Regions from separate parts of the Mus musculus genome. Here region 2 is linked to region 1. A link is a contact called in public Hi-C data. All regions are on one chromosome and are shown on one strand. The core of a region is the stretch at or near the end of the contact, and the rest is flanking DNA. Distances in the headings are between cores, read along the strand shown.

The links. Hi-C and Micro-C count contacts between places; a contact is called where the count stands out from the background.
Region 2: a contact with region 1 is called in a Hi-C map of pancreatic cancer cells, with 3 times the contacts expected there. The contact joins two enhancer-like sites. A contact is called at or near these places in 4 of 15 datasets of contacts at CTCF or cohesin (CD8 T cells, the G1E-ER4 cell line, the NIH/3T3 cell line and 1 more), 23 of 484 Hi-C or Micro-C datasets (CD8 T cells, ECoMG myeloid progenitors, the G1E-ER4 cell line and 14 more), 7 of 115 datasets of contacts at active chromatin or transcription factors (cardiomyocytes, embryonic fibroblasts, embryonic stem cells and 1 more) and 3 of 9 other capture datasets (adipose tissue, liver and pancreatic islet).

Annotation. Positions count from the first base shown.
Region 1 is chr12:76,490,334-76,496,685 of GRCm38.p6, forward strand. No RefSeq gene overlaps it. Among named protein-coding and RNA genes, the nearest start is that of Gm40445, 30 kb to the right of the region's middle. Within about 2 kb of position 3,213, at least 28 of the 459 cell types and tissues checked have an H3K27ac peak or open chromatin away from gene starts, as enhancers often do. A contact at or near this core is called in pancreatic cancer cells, where this site is marked.
Region 2 is chr12:76,560,509-76,566,426 of GRCm38.p6, forward strand. It overlaps Plekhg3 (pleckstrin homology domain containing, family G (with RhoGef domain) member 3), which reads left to right. Exons shown (of 19, transcript NM_153804.4): 2 at 1-10; 3 at 1,698-1,795; 4 at 3,247-3,316; 5 at 3,589-3,635; 6 at 3,749-3,899; 7 at 3,994-4,125; 8 at 4,290-4,472; 9 at 4,651-4,743; 10 at 4,984-5,070; 11 at 5,276-5,309; 12 at 5,660-5,758. Among named protein-coding and RNA genes, the nearest start is that of AI463170, 16 kb to the left of the region's middle. Within about 2 kb of position 2,828, at least 24 of the 459 cell types and tissues checked have an H3K27ac peak or open chromatin away from gene starts, as enhancers often do. A contact at or near this core is called in pancreatic cancer cells, where this site is marked.

The DNA of each region.
Region 1 (6,352 bases), core at 1,963-4,462:
GAGAGTATAGCATGTGCTTAGCCTTCATAGGGTCCCGGGATCAATCCCAAGCAGTCCAAATAAAACAGAATAATCATTTTCATGCTTTATGCCTGGTTTTCTAACTTGCGTTTCCATTTCTAAATATTTCCATAAATCACTTCAAAGATTACCCAGAGCCCCTGGGTAGAGTTTCTATGCCCTCAAATGATGGGGACTTTTTGAAAACCACCAAATCACAATTCCTCCAAGTCGGTTGATTGGGAGTGGTTTTGTTTGTTGTGGCATCTAGCCTTGGGGCTGACGTTTCCAGAGGGCCTTTGCATTTATCCTGTCTGTGCTCGAGAGTCATCCGTGAAGAGGAAACCTCAACCGAAAATACGCTTCTTTCAGATTGGTGGGAGGCAAGCCTGGGGACGGGGTGGGGTGGGGCACTTCTTGATTAGTGATTGACATGGGCAGTATTAATTCTGGGCCGAGGTCCTGGGTTGTATAATAAAGCATGCAGAGCAGACCACTGAGCAGTGGTACTCTGGGGCCTCTGCTTCAGTTCCTGTCTCTGGGTTCCTGCCTTGAGTGCCTGCCCTGACTTCCCTCCCAGTGGACTATAAGCTGTGAGATGACGTAAACCTCTCTCCCCAAGTTCCTTTTCTTCATGATCTTTATCACAGGAATAGGAAGCAAACTAGGACATCACCATGCCCTCAGATAGGTCCTCTTACAGGGCAGTCTCAATGCAGGCTACACTTCCCCATCCCTGCATTTCTGCAAGTGTGCTAACACCTACCTCTGCAGTTGTCTGTTTTATGCTCCCTCCACCCCAGCCCCATGCTGAGTTGCAGAATCTAGCAGGTAGTGACCAGGCCTGTCTGGCCCACTGTTTTACTATAGACTCCTAGCACAGCAGCAGGGGCAGAGATGAAAACAGCCTGACAGGGTCTCAGTTGCTATTGAAATACCATGTGGCCCAGAAGTTCTTCTCACAGTGTATGTCTGTGTTGGTTTGAATGAGAGCAGCCCCTGTAGGTTCATATATTTCAATGTTGGGTGCCCAGTGGGTGGAACTGTTTGGAAAGGATTAGGAGGTGTGGCCTTGTTTGAGGAAGTGTCTCATTCAGGGTGAGCTTTGAAGTTTCAAAAGTCCATGTCAGGCTCGGTCTCTTTTTTTCTGTTTATTCCCTGTAGATAGGATGTAAAGTTCTCAGCTACTCCATGCTTGTCTGCTTCTCCCCATGATGATCACGGACCAACCCTCTAAAACTGTAAGGAAGTCCCCAGTTAGATGTTTTCTTTTATAAGTGTTGCCTTGGTCATGGTGTCTCTTCACAGCAACAGAACAGTGACTAAGACAATGTCCAAGAGAATCAGAACCACATCCACTCAAACACTCGTGTATGCATATTCATCTCAGCAGAATCCATAAGAGCTAATAAGTAGAAACAGCCCAAATGTCATCCATCATCTGATAAATGGATCAATAAAATGTGCTGTGTCTGTGTACAGCGGGAGATTTTTGGGAAATAAGAAATAAGATGGTGCTGTCAGAGATCACAAACACAAACAAACTTTTGAAACACTATGCTAAATAAAATAAGCCAGGTATAAAAGAGCACATATTTTCTGATTGCATTTTCATAGTTTCCCAAACACCAACACGATAACAGAAAGTACAGTACTGGTTGCCAGAGACTGGAGGAGGAAGGCACCAGGGAGAGACAGGAGCGACTGCTGGTGGGTACTGGCCTCTATGATGATGGAAGGGTTTAAGAATGTGAGTGTGGGGGCTGGTGAGATGGCTCAGTGGGTAAGAGCACCCAACTGCTCTTCCAAAGGTCCAGAGTTCAAATCCCAGCAACCACATGGTGGCTCACAACCATCCGCAACAAGATCTGACTCCCTCTTCTGGAGTGTCTGAAGACAGCTACAGTGTACTTACATATATTAATAAATAAATCTATAAAAAAAAAAGATGTCATAAGGCTCGGGCCCAGTGTCCTTGCTCTTTAAAAAAAAAAAAAAAAAGAATGTGAGTGTGACCTGTGACCGAGCTTTCTGTGGATATGGAGAAGACTTTGGAAATAGTCAGGGTTATTTTAAAACTGTATGAGCAGTGGAAGAATTTTGATGAGAGAAAAGTGATGGCAACTATTCTTAGTAAGATGCCAAACCAAAGCCACCTCCAAACAGAAGCTCCCTGAGAGATTCTCCACCAATGGCAGGACCTGAAGCTGCAAGACAATGCTGGACAAGATAAGGCAACCTCCTACTGTCACAGTTACTGGCATTTTCAGCTTTATTTTTATTTTAATATTCAGCATTTCCCAAGAAATCACCATATTTTTGATGTATAAAGGTTTGTTATCATTACCATATGATATTATTATGCCATTGGACAAAAGGTTTTTTTTTCCTTTTTTGAAAGACACTTTGGATTTTCCTAGAAAGTAGAAATGGAACTTTATATGTTGGATTTAATTTTGTAGGAATTTTTTGTTGTTGTTGTTTTTGTTTTTTCGAGACAGAGTTTCTCTGTATAGCCCTGGCTGTCCTAGAACTCACTTTGTAGACCAGGCTGGCCTCAAACTCAGAAATTCACCTGCCTCTGCCTCTGGAGTGCTGAGATTAAAGGTGTGCACCACCATGCCCGGCTAGGAAATTTATTCAGAAGAAGTTATAATCTCTACGTTGAGTGATATGTGTAATAATAGTAAAATCCTAAACACTAACTTAAATCTTTGAATGTATATGGACACTAGCTTCCAGACTGCTTGCTATGTATGAGGGCCTCAAGTTACAGAAGAATAAAAACATAAAACCAAAATAATAATAATAATAATAAAGAAAGAATGTGAGTGTGGTGGTATGGCACACAGATCAGCATATTCAAAACACTGACTTGTAAACATTAAAAAGATGGCCAGGCAGTGGTGGTGCATGCCTTTAATCCCAGCACTTGGGAGGCAGAGGCAAGTGGATTTCTGAGTTCGAGGCCAGCCTGGTCTACAAAGTGAGTTCCAGGACAGCCAGGGCTACATAGAGAAACCCTGTCTCGAAAATAAACAAAAAAACAAAACAAAACAAAAAAACCCCAAACATTAAAATGATGAATTTATGTTATATGAATTGTCTCCTAGTTAAGGAGAGAAAGAAAAGGCACTGCCTTATGTTTGTATATGCTGGGTGAGTCAGTGACTCATCTCTGGAGAAGAGAGCAAATCAGGGCTCTGGATCCACTCCCAGCCGTTCTGGATTTTCCTGCTAGCTCTGGTTCATGAGAAAAGTTTTCCTCTGAAGGTTGCAGTGTTGGCACCTGGTGTGAGAAAAGGGCGTGGCTGTGCTTTACCGGTGATGCTGTAAGGGCTGCCAGCATCCCCTGGATTTGATCCATCACTGACACTTTTATTAACCTTTGGAGAGGAAGTCAGAAGTGGAAATGGCCTCCCCCACTCCTGAAAATGACTTCAGACTAACAAAAAGCCTTTACTTGACTTCAGGCCAAATGCGTCATTTTAATCAACAGGCAAGTGAGTGTGTGAGCACGTGTGTGTGTGTGTGTGTGTGTGTGTGTGTGTGTGAGAGAGAGAGAGAGAGAGAGAGAGAGAGAGAGAGAGAAGCATCAAAAGACCCAGTTGAAATTGTCATTTACTTTGTTGGCAACACATGGACACATATTTACCTAAGAGGTGAAAGGAAACATGCTGGTTCATCTTTGCTCTAAAGCAACTAAGTGCATCCAACAGAATGGCTGGGTACAGTTTACAGTTCCAGGCCTAGAAGCATGGATGTAAGAACCGGGGTCAGATGCTCTCATGTGGACATATTCAGAGGACCTTGTTCTGTTGGTCAAAGAAAGGACATTTGTAGGGCTTGTCTATTTGGATGTTTCTGTTCTGAGGAAAGTTGGAAAGGAGAGATCTTTGGCATGGACCCTTTATGAGAAGCAGAGAAATAATGAGAAAATCCGGACAGGGTCCTTCAAGGTGGTTCAGGGAATAAAGGCACCTGCCTCCAAGACTGAGTTCCACCCTTAAACCCACACGGTGGAAGGAAAAATTGTCCTCTGGTGTCCACGTGAATCTGTGTGTGTGTGTGTGTGTGTGTGTGTGTGTATGTCTTTGTGTGTGTGTGTGTGTGTATCAGTGTATATTTGTTTATGTGTCCATATGAGTGTGTGTGTATTTGTGTGTTTGTATCTGAGTGCTTGTGTGTGAGCGTTTGTATGTAAAAATTTTATAAGTGTGTTGTCTTTGTGTGTGTGTATGTGAGTATGTTTGTATATGTGTCTGTGTGAATGCTTGTGTGTATGTATGTGTGCGAGTGTTTGTGTGTTTATGTGTTATCTGTGTGAGTGCTTGCATGTGTCTATGTGGGTGCTTGTGTGTGTTTATATGTGTGTGTCTGTATGAGTGCTTGTATGTGTGTGTTTGTGTTTATGTGTGTGTGTGTGAGTGTGTGAATGAGTGTGAGTGTGAGTGATGATTTGAGAGAGGTTCTCGTTATGTAACCCAGGATGACCTCAGACTCCCCTGTCTTCCCCTGCAGCAGTCTCCCAATTGCTGGGGGTAAGAGATGCTTAGGATCTACAAATACACATTTGGGATTCCAAGCAGAAAGGATGCTTGGGAGTGTGCCCACATCCTCTGGTTATTACAAAAACCCAGAGGTCTGGGGAGAAAAAGCAAACCACCCGCCTTGTCTGCAGGCACAATGTGGGTGTCCTCTTTCCCACAGCATGTAGACATTTTTCTTATGCCCCTTCTGTAGATGAAGAAACCAAGCCCAGCATGGGCAACTTGTTCCAAATCACACGCTTATTAAGTCACAGAGCCAGGGTTTAAAGCCTGGCCTGATGGATTTCAGATCTCAAGATTTCTGGATTTCTAGACATTTTCCTTTTTCAGTCAACTGTACTTTCCCCCAGGATTCCCTCGTGAAATGAAAATCCACATTACAACCTAGATAGCAGCAAAAAGAAAGGACCTACAGCATGGCTGGGAATGCCAGCAACAGAGATACCCAGAGCCCAGAGCCTAGGGGACCGGGAGGGCACAGGTTCCAGCAGCTGTTGGGCTTTTCAGGAACTGTTTGTGGGGAGATAACTCTGCACAGGTATGGAGACCAACATCCTAGGCAGGGCACATAGACAAGTTTCCCTCAGCCATCTTGGAGGGAGGGAAGGGGTTAAAGCTTTGCAGACAGAGAGCAGGAAGGAGGTTAGTGAGCTACAGTCTGCTGTTACAGCCAAGGAAACTGAGGTCCAACAGAACAAGTGAAATCAAGCCGACAAGCACAAGGTGGCATCCGGACTGCCAGGGCATTGTGCAAATGGGTTCTTTTTTCAATCAGCAAGCCAAGTATCTCAAAAGAGATAATCTAACTGGCCCATCCTCTTTGGAGCAAGGACCGCAGACCCAGCTCTGTTAAGTGCACCACAGGCTATAGTAACCGTGTAGATGAGAGGTGTTCTGGTAGCTTTTGTAGGATGCATGAATGATGTGTGTTTGTTCCCCAGGCTTGCCCTGGTATAAAGGTGCTGGGGATCAGAGAGCCTGGAGAGATGGAGAGATAGCTCCCGGGGTTGAGAGAACCTGTTGTTCTTGCAGAGAACTAGGACTCATTTCCCAGCACCTACACTGTAACTCAAACCGTCCTTAGCTCTGGTTCCAGGAATCCGATGCTGGCTTCTGACCTCTATGGACACTGCATACGCATGGTAAACATGCAAAAACCTCAAACACTTAAAAAACAAACAAACAAACTCTGGGGTTCGGGTTAAGATGAGTGCTTCCGGCCGGGTGGTGGTTCATGTCTTTAATCCCAGCACTCAGAGGCAGGGTATCTCTGAGTTTGAGGCCAGCCTGGTCTACAGAGTGACTTCCGGGACAGCCAGAGCTACATAGAGAAACCCTCTCTTGACTCTCTTGAGGTGGGGATGGGAATGAGGGCTGGGGAGCAGGAAGGTGTGAGGGGTGGAGGTGGGGAGTGAGCTGTCCCCGTCTGGTTATCGGTTTACCCTGATATGCTCTTAATCTTGGTCCGGATAACCTGCTTCCAGCCCGCCTCTCTTTCGGGAGCTAAATGATGCTCTCTTTAGATTGAGGGTTTTAAATTCTTGTTTCTGTAAGGATTTCCGAGCACGTATTTAGCTCCCCCGCTTCTTTCTTCATGTCCTCTAGGGGGCAGAAGTGAGCCGCTTGTCCATTCTTTGGGACTGATCCTTCAGACTTCTCCAAACTTTTATAAGAAAGCAAATGCCCAGGGGGCGACCAGAAAGGCAGATAGTGAGTATGCTTTCTCTTTAGATTGAAATATGATCTCGGGCCAGCAAGATGGCTCAGAGGGTAAAGGCTCCTGCTGCCAAGCCTGACTAACC
Region 2 (5,918 bases), core at 1,578-4,077, 70 kb after region 1:
CATTGTGGAGGTGAGTGCTGAGTCTGGGAGGGGCTGGCTAGCTAAGAGGCCTTAGGATGCTGGCCTCCAGTGGCCCAGCTCTTTAGTACAACCTGTTTTTCTAAATTTGTTTCTCATAAGGCCATGAGGAAGCTTTGGGGACCTGCCTAGTGGGGACTCTTGGCTTCTCACACTTCCTTATGATACCAAGCCACATTAGTAGGGTTGTAGAATTTCCTGTAGTTGCTTGGGGAGTGGGCACTGTGATAGCACAGGGAGGGGCTTTAGCCTGACAAGGAGGACCCCTAAGAGCTCTGTAGGGATTAAACCTGGGTAGGTTCATCCAGGTTCCCCACTCTGCTATTTCATGGCTGTGGAACCTTGAGCATGGGCACAATGTCTGGAGCCTCGGGCTCTTTGCCTGAAAAAGATTAGGCATGGCAGTAGAAGAATGTTTCATGCGGTAGGGCATTCGGGGGAAAGGTGACATGTGCCTGGTGAGGAGGCAGGTGTGTGAGTCTATTAGGGCTATGCACAAAACCTGTTGACTTAAAGCACCACAAATGAATTCTCTTTCAGACTGTTTGTTTTGATTAAGAAAGTGTGGGGCTGGAGACATGGCTCAGCGGTTAAGAGCGCTTGGCTGCTCTTCCAGAGGTCCTGAGTTCAATTCCCAGCAGCCATGTGGTGGCTCACAACCATCCATAATGGGATCTAATGCCCTCTTCTGGTGTGTCTGAAGACAAAGCACTCGTATATGTAAAATACATGGATAAATAAATCTAAAATGAGATCTGGGTATGGTGGGGGCATGCACGCTGATCCCCGCATTCTGGAGGCAGAGGCAGGCAGATCTCTGTGAATTTAAGGTCAGCCTGGTCTGCAAATGGAGAAAAAAACCCATCTCAAAAAACAACAAAAAAAGAGAACATGTTTACTTGAACACATATGCATGTGTGTATGTTTGAGCATGTGTATGAAGTGAAGATGTTCCATCTTTAAGTAGTTCTGAGGATCGATTCAGGTCACTAGGCAAGCATCTTTACCTGATGGGACATCTCACCAGCCTCTTGGCTTGATTGTATTTATTTTTTAAAGATTTATTCATTTATTATATGTAAGTACACTGTAGCAGTCTTCAGATGCATCAGAAGAGGGCGTCAGATCTCATTACGGGTGGTTGTGAGCCACCATGTGGTTGCTGGGATTTGAACCCAGGACCTTCTGAAGAGTAATCAGTGCTCTTGCGCTGAGCCATCTCGCCAGCCCCCCCCCCCCCCCAAGATAGGATTTTGCTGTGTAGCTCTGGAGGGCCCTTAACTCAAGGCAGTTCTCATGGCTCTGCCTCCCAAGTACTGGGATTACAGACAGTCATGATTAATTTTCTCAAGTGTCCTGTGGCTGCGTTGACCTGGTTTCCTCCCATCACCTGCTTTCTGGCTGTGCCCTTTTCGCTGTGGAGAACACCAGCAATTAGACTTAGAGCCTCCTTAAATATTAAATGATGTCATCTTGAGCAGTTTAATGACAAAGACCCTGTCTCCAAATAAGGTTACATTCCAAGGTGCCAAGTGGATGTCTGTTTCTGAGTCAATACCTGTCGCTCAGGACAGTGGCGCTGCCCGCAAAGATTGCGTCATCGCAGAGTGAGGTGTGATTTGGGGGGTTAGGTGATCAAGCCAAGGGGTGCAGGGTGTTCACACCTCTCTCCCGTGCAGGACTACCTCTTGAAGATCATTGACACTCCAGGACTCCTGAAGCCAGAGCAAGTCAGCGCCCTCTTTGGGAACATAGAGAGCATATATGCACTGAACAGGTATGTGCTAGGCCTGTGTTGTCTGGGGGCCTGGGGAGAACCCCTGGATGTCTGGACACACGGGCTGTGACACATAGGCCTGACTGTGGCCATGGGGAGTTGAAGTCTACCCTTGCACAAGATCTTGGTGCTAGGCTGGGAGAGGGTGCCAGCTGGCCTTTCTAGGTCACATGCTTGCAGGAATGGTGTTAGGCCTTGCATACTTGTGTGCTTCCTGTGGGTGCCTCTTTTTTTTTTCTATATCATCTTGCACATCTTACAGTTTATTTCTCTTCTTTCCCACGGATTCCAAGGGAACTAAAGACTCTCTGAAGGTCTGGCCTGTTACAGTGGGTTCTCAGCTTGTGGGTGGTGACCACTTTCGTGAACCTTTGCCTCCAAATACATTCACATTATAGTTCATAACACCAGCAGAACTGCAGTTATGAAGTAGCAGTGAAAAAGTTTTAGAGAGCTGGAGAGATGGCTCAGAGGTTAAGAGCACTGACTGCTCTTCCACAGGTCCTGAGTTCAATTCCCAGCAACCATATGGTGGCTCACAACCATCTGTCATGGGATCCCATGCCCTCTCCTGGTGTGTCTGAAGACAGCTACAGTGTACTCATATACATAAAATAAAGAAATATTAAAAGAAAAAGAAGAAAGCTTTAAAAATTTTTAGAGTTGGGGTTGGGGTCACCACAACATGAGACAGTGTATTTAAAGGGTTGCAGCATTAGGAAGGTTGAGAACCACTGGATTAGGCTATCACACAGGCCAGGCAAAAATGGCCAGGCAAAAATGGCTTGATAAGCCCCTGAAGAGTCAGTCTGCTGTTCTGGGACCACAGACTCTCAGACAAGGGTACTGTCAAGAAAAACAGTTTAGAGAGCAGCAGTTGACCCGGCAAGACTCTTCCTCCGGTTCTTTGCAGCTGGAGGAGTCTGGGTAGTGTGTAGTTAAGAGTGTGGGCTACACACACAAGACCTAGGAAGGCACAGAGCAGGAAAGAGGGAAGCGCATGGACAGGAGAGGCTTGCTGTCTCCAGTGTCTCTCAAGCGCCCCCACCCGAGCTCAGAGTGCTGAGTCTCCTCCTGTCTCTCTTCCCCCTGCACTCTCCTATCTGGGAGCGGTCTTTGCTAGTTTCCCCTCTCTCTCTCTTTTTTTTCTTCTCTCCTTTAATCTCTTCTTTTGTGTGTTTGACTCCTGCCTACAGAGGAGCTGTGCCCTCTCCTAAGGTGGGTACTGGTGTGGCCCTCTTCCTCCGTTGCTTGCTGAGCATGTGGGTCTCCGGGTGTGTGTGGTGTTCTGAATACTTTCTGTGGTATTCCCGGGGGCAGGGTTTACTCAGGGCAGAAGCCGTGACTCACAGCATGACATCAAGGATAGCTGTGTTCTGTGTCTGAGGAGGTGGGCAGCGGGTATGTAGCTACAGAGGAGGGGATCTCATGGTCTCTGTCCCCTCCCACAGCCAGCTTCTCAGAGACCTGGACAGCTGCAATAGTGACCCTGTGGCAGTGGCCAGCTGCTTCGTGGAAAGGGTAAGAGTGACTGGGTCCCCTCTCCTTGTCCTGTGCTTCTGGGATTGGAGAGCCCCAATATAAGAGGACACTTAAGCACTGGGCATCCCTGTCTAAGGCTGGTAGGTGGGTGGGATGCCAACATGGCTCTGCAGGCTCTCAGGAATGAGAAGACTATTCCTAGGAGTTGGGAACCAGTACTAACCCAACCCCACCTCCCCGCCCCCATGTCTAGTCCTCTGAGAAGCTCCCTGTAATCCTTTCCCTTTCTTTTTTTTTTTGTCTTTCCTTAGAGCCAAGAGTTTGATATATACACTCAGTATTGCAACAACTACCCCAAGTGAGTAATTTTGGGTAGAGAGGGACAGCCGGGCCATTTGATGAGTATGGGGTTCCTGCCCACCCCCCACCAGACTTTCCCCAGATGATAACACCCATTCCCACCCCTCCCAGCTCAGTGGCAGCCCTCACAGAGTGCATGCAAGACAAGCAACAAGCTAAGTTCTTCAGAGATCGGCAGGAGCTGCTGCAGCACTCCCTGCCTCTGGGCTCCTACCTGCTGAAGCCGGTCCAGCGCGTCCTGAAGTACCACCTGCTGCTCCAGGTAGCTCAGGCCTTCCCCCCAGATAGCAGGCATGTGCCGGGGTGCGGGGTAGAGCCTCGGAGTCGGTCTCGCTCAGACAGCTGTCATTGTCTAGGAAATTGCCAAACATTTTGATGAGGAAGAGGATGGCTTCGAGGTGGTGGAGGATGCCATCGACACCATGACGTGCGTGGCCTGGTACATCAACGACATGAAGAGGAGGCATGAGCACGCAGTTCGGCTACAGGTGCTCTGGGCTGGGAGGAGACGAGGCTTGAAAGCAGGAGTATTGATTGCGCTGTGCTCGGCTGAGTCGGGGCGTGGTATCTGAGGAAGCCTTTGGGGTGGCGTCTGTGTGAGCTTCCTGGGAACAGTGAGGCCTGACTCGGGGTGTCGGGGTCTCTACTGCAGGAGATCCAGTCACTGCTCATTAACTGGAAGGGACCGGACCTGACCACTTACGGGGAGCTGGTCCTGGAAGCCACCTTTCGTGTGCACCGCGTGCGCAATGACAGAACTTTCTTCCTCTTTGACAAGATACTGCTCATTACCAAGAAGCGAGGCGACCACTTTGTCTACAAGGGCCACATTCCGGTAACTATGCTGTCTCTCTCTCTCTCTTGCTGTCTTCTCTTCTTTCCTATGGACCCTGGCTCCAGCTTCCTTCTGGCTTCAATGGGCTCTGCTGCCATCTTCTGAGACTTGTCTCAAGGTTGGGGTCCCCCTCTCTCCTGCTTAATTATCTTGTTCTCTGCCCCCCTCCTCCCCACAGTGCTCCTCACTGATGCTGATCGAAAGCACCAGAGACTCTCTCTGCTTCACTGTCACCCACTATAAGCACAGCAAACAACAATACAGTATCCAGGTGAGGAGTGGCTTAGGTGAGGGGCTGGGGACCCAGACGTTCAAGCACACTTGCATGTGACTGCCTTGTTCCCTGGCTGCCTCATGCCCTAATGTCTCCATCTGTAAAGTGAGATTATCCGAGGTATAGACAGAAATCCTAGTCCTCCCACTCTTTCTGTCCCTTGGTAGAAAGTACTGTGTGCTGGGCAGTTCTGACCTGAAATAATAAACCCAGTTCTTTCCCCTTGGGCCCTCCTAGGCCAAGACCGTGGAGGAGAAACGGAGCTGGACTCACCACATCAAGAGGCTCATCTTGGAGAACCACCATGCCACCATACCCCAGAAGGTTGGCTCCTAGGGCACTCTCAGATGGGCTTCAGGGAAAGCGTGACCCAGCTCCCGAGAATCTGCTGGAGCCTTTCTTCCTGGCTCCAGTGCACACTGGGTGTTGTGCACCGCAGATATACAAGCCATGGCATGAAACTGTGGGTGTCCTCTGGACAGGCAAGGTGTAGTCAGGTAATTACTATATGGGTTTCTTTTCCTTCTAGGCCAAGGAAGCCATCTTGGAAATGGACTCCTATTGTAAGTTACCCTTTTCTGCCTGTTTCATCCCTAATTGCGTACATGGTTAAGTCAGGCCATATCTTGGGCAAATCCTATCTAATATGTTTGCCTAGGAGCAAGAAAGATGGGGGCCCTTGCTGCCAAGGGCTGGGATCAGTTGTGTAATTACTGACATGGTCCAACTGAATGACTGGGCTTCTCAGTGCTTGAAGCAACCAGTTGTAAGAAGATGGAAGATGGGGGACCTCCAAAGAGGCATCTAGCACCATCAGGAGCCGGTGTGGGTGAAGAATATGCCATCCGGTATGGGCAGCTTCTATTAGGCCGTTGGGGAATCAGAGACCTAATTATTTCTCTCCTGGCTACAGATCCCAGTCGGTATCGCTGCAGCCCAGAGCGGATGAAAAAGGCCTGGTCCTCCCAGGATGAGGTGTCTAGCCACGTGCGCCAAGGACGTCGGCAGTCTGGTGAGGGAAGGGCTGTGTGGACAAGAACCTTCTTTCTAGGATCCTTGGCCCAGGCTGGGATCATCTGCAGCGACATAGTGGGGCGCTGGTCTCTTCAAAAGGCTGGGGAGGACAGCAGGGTGGGTTGGTGGATGTCTGTGGACCGTTTTCTCTTTATGCC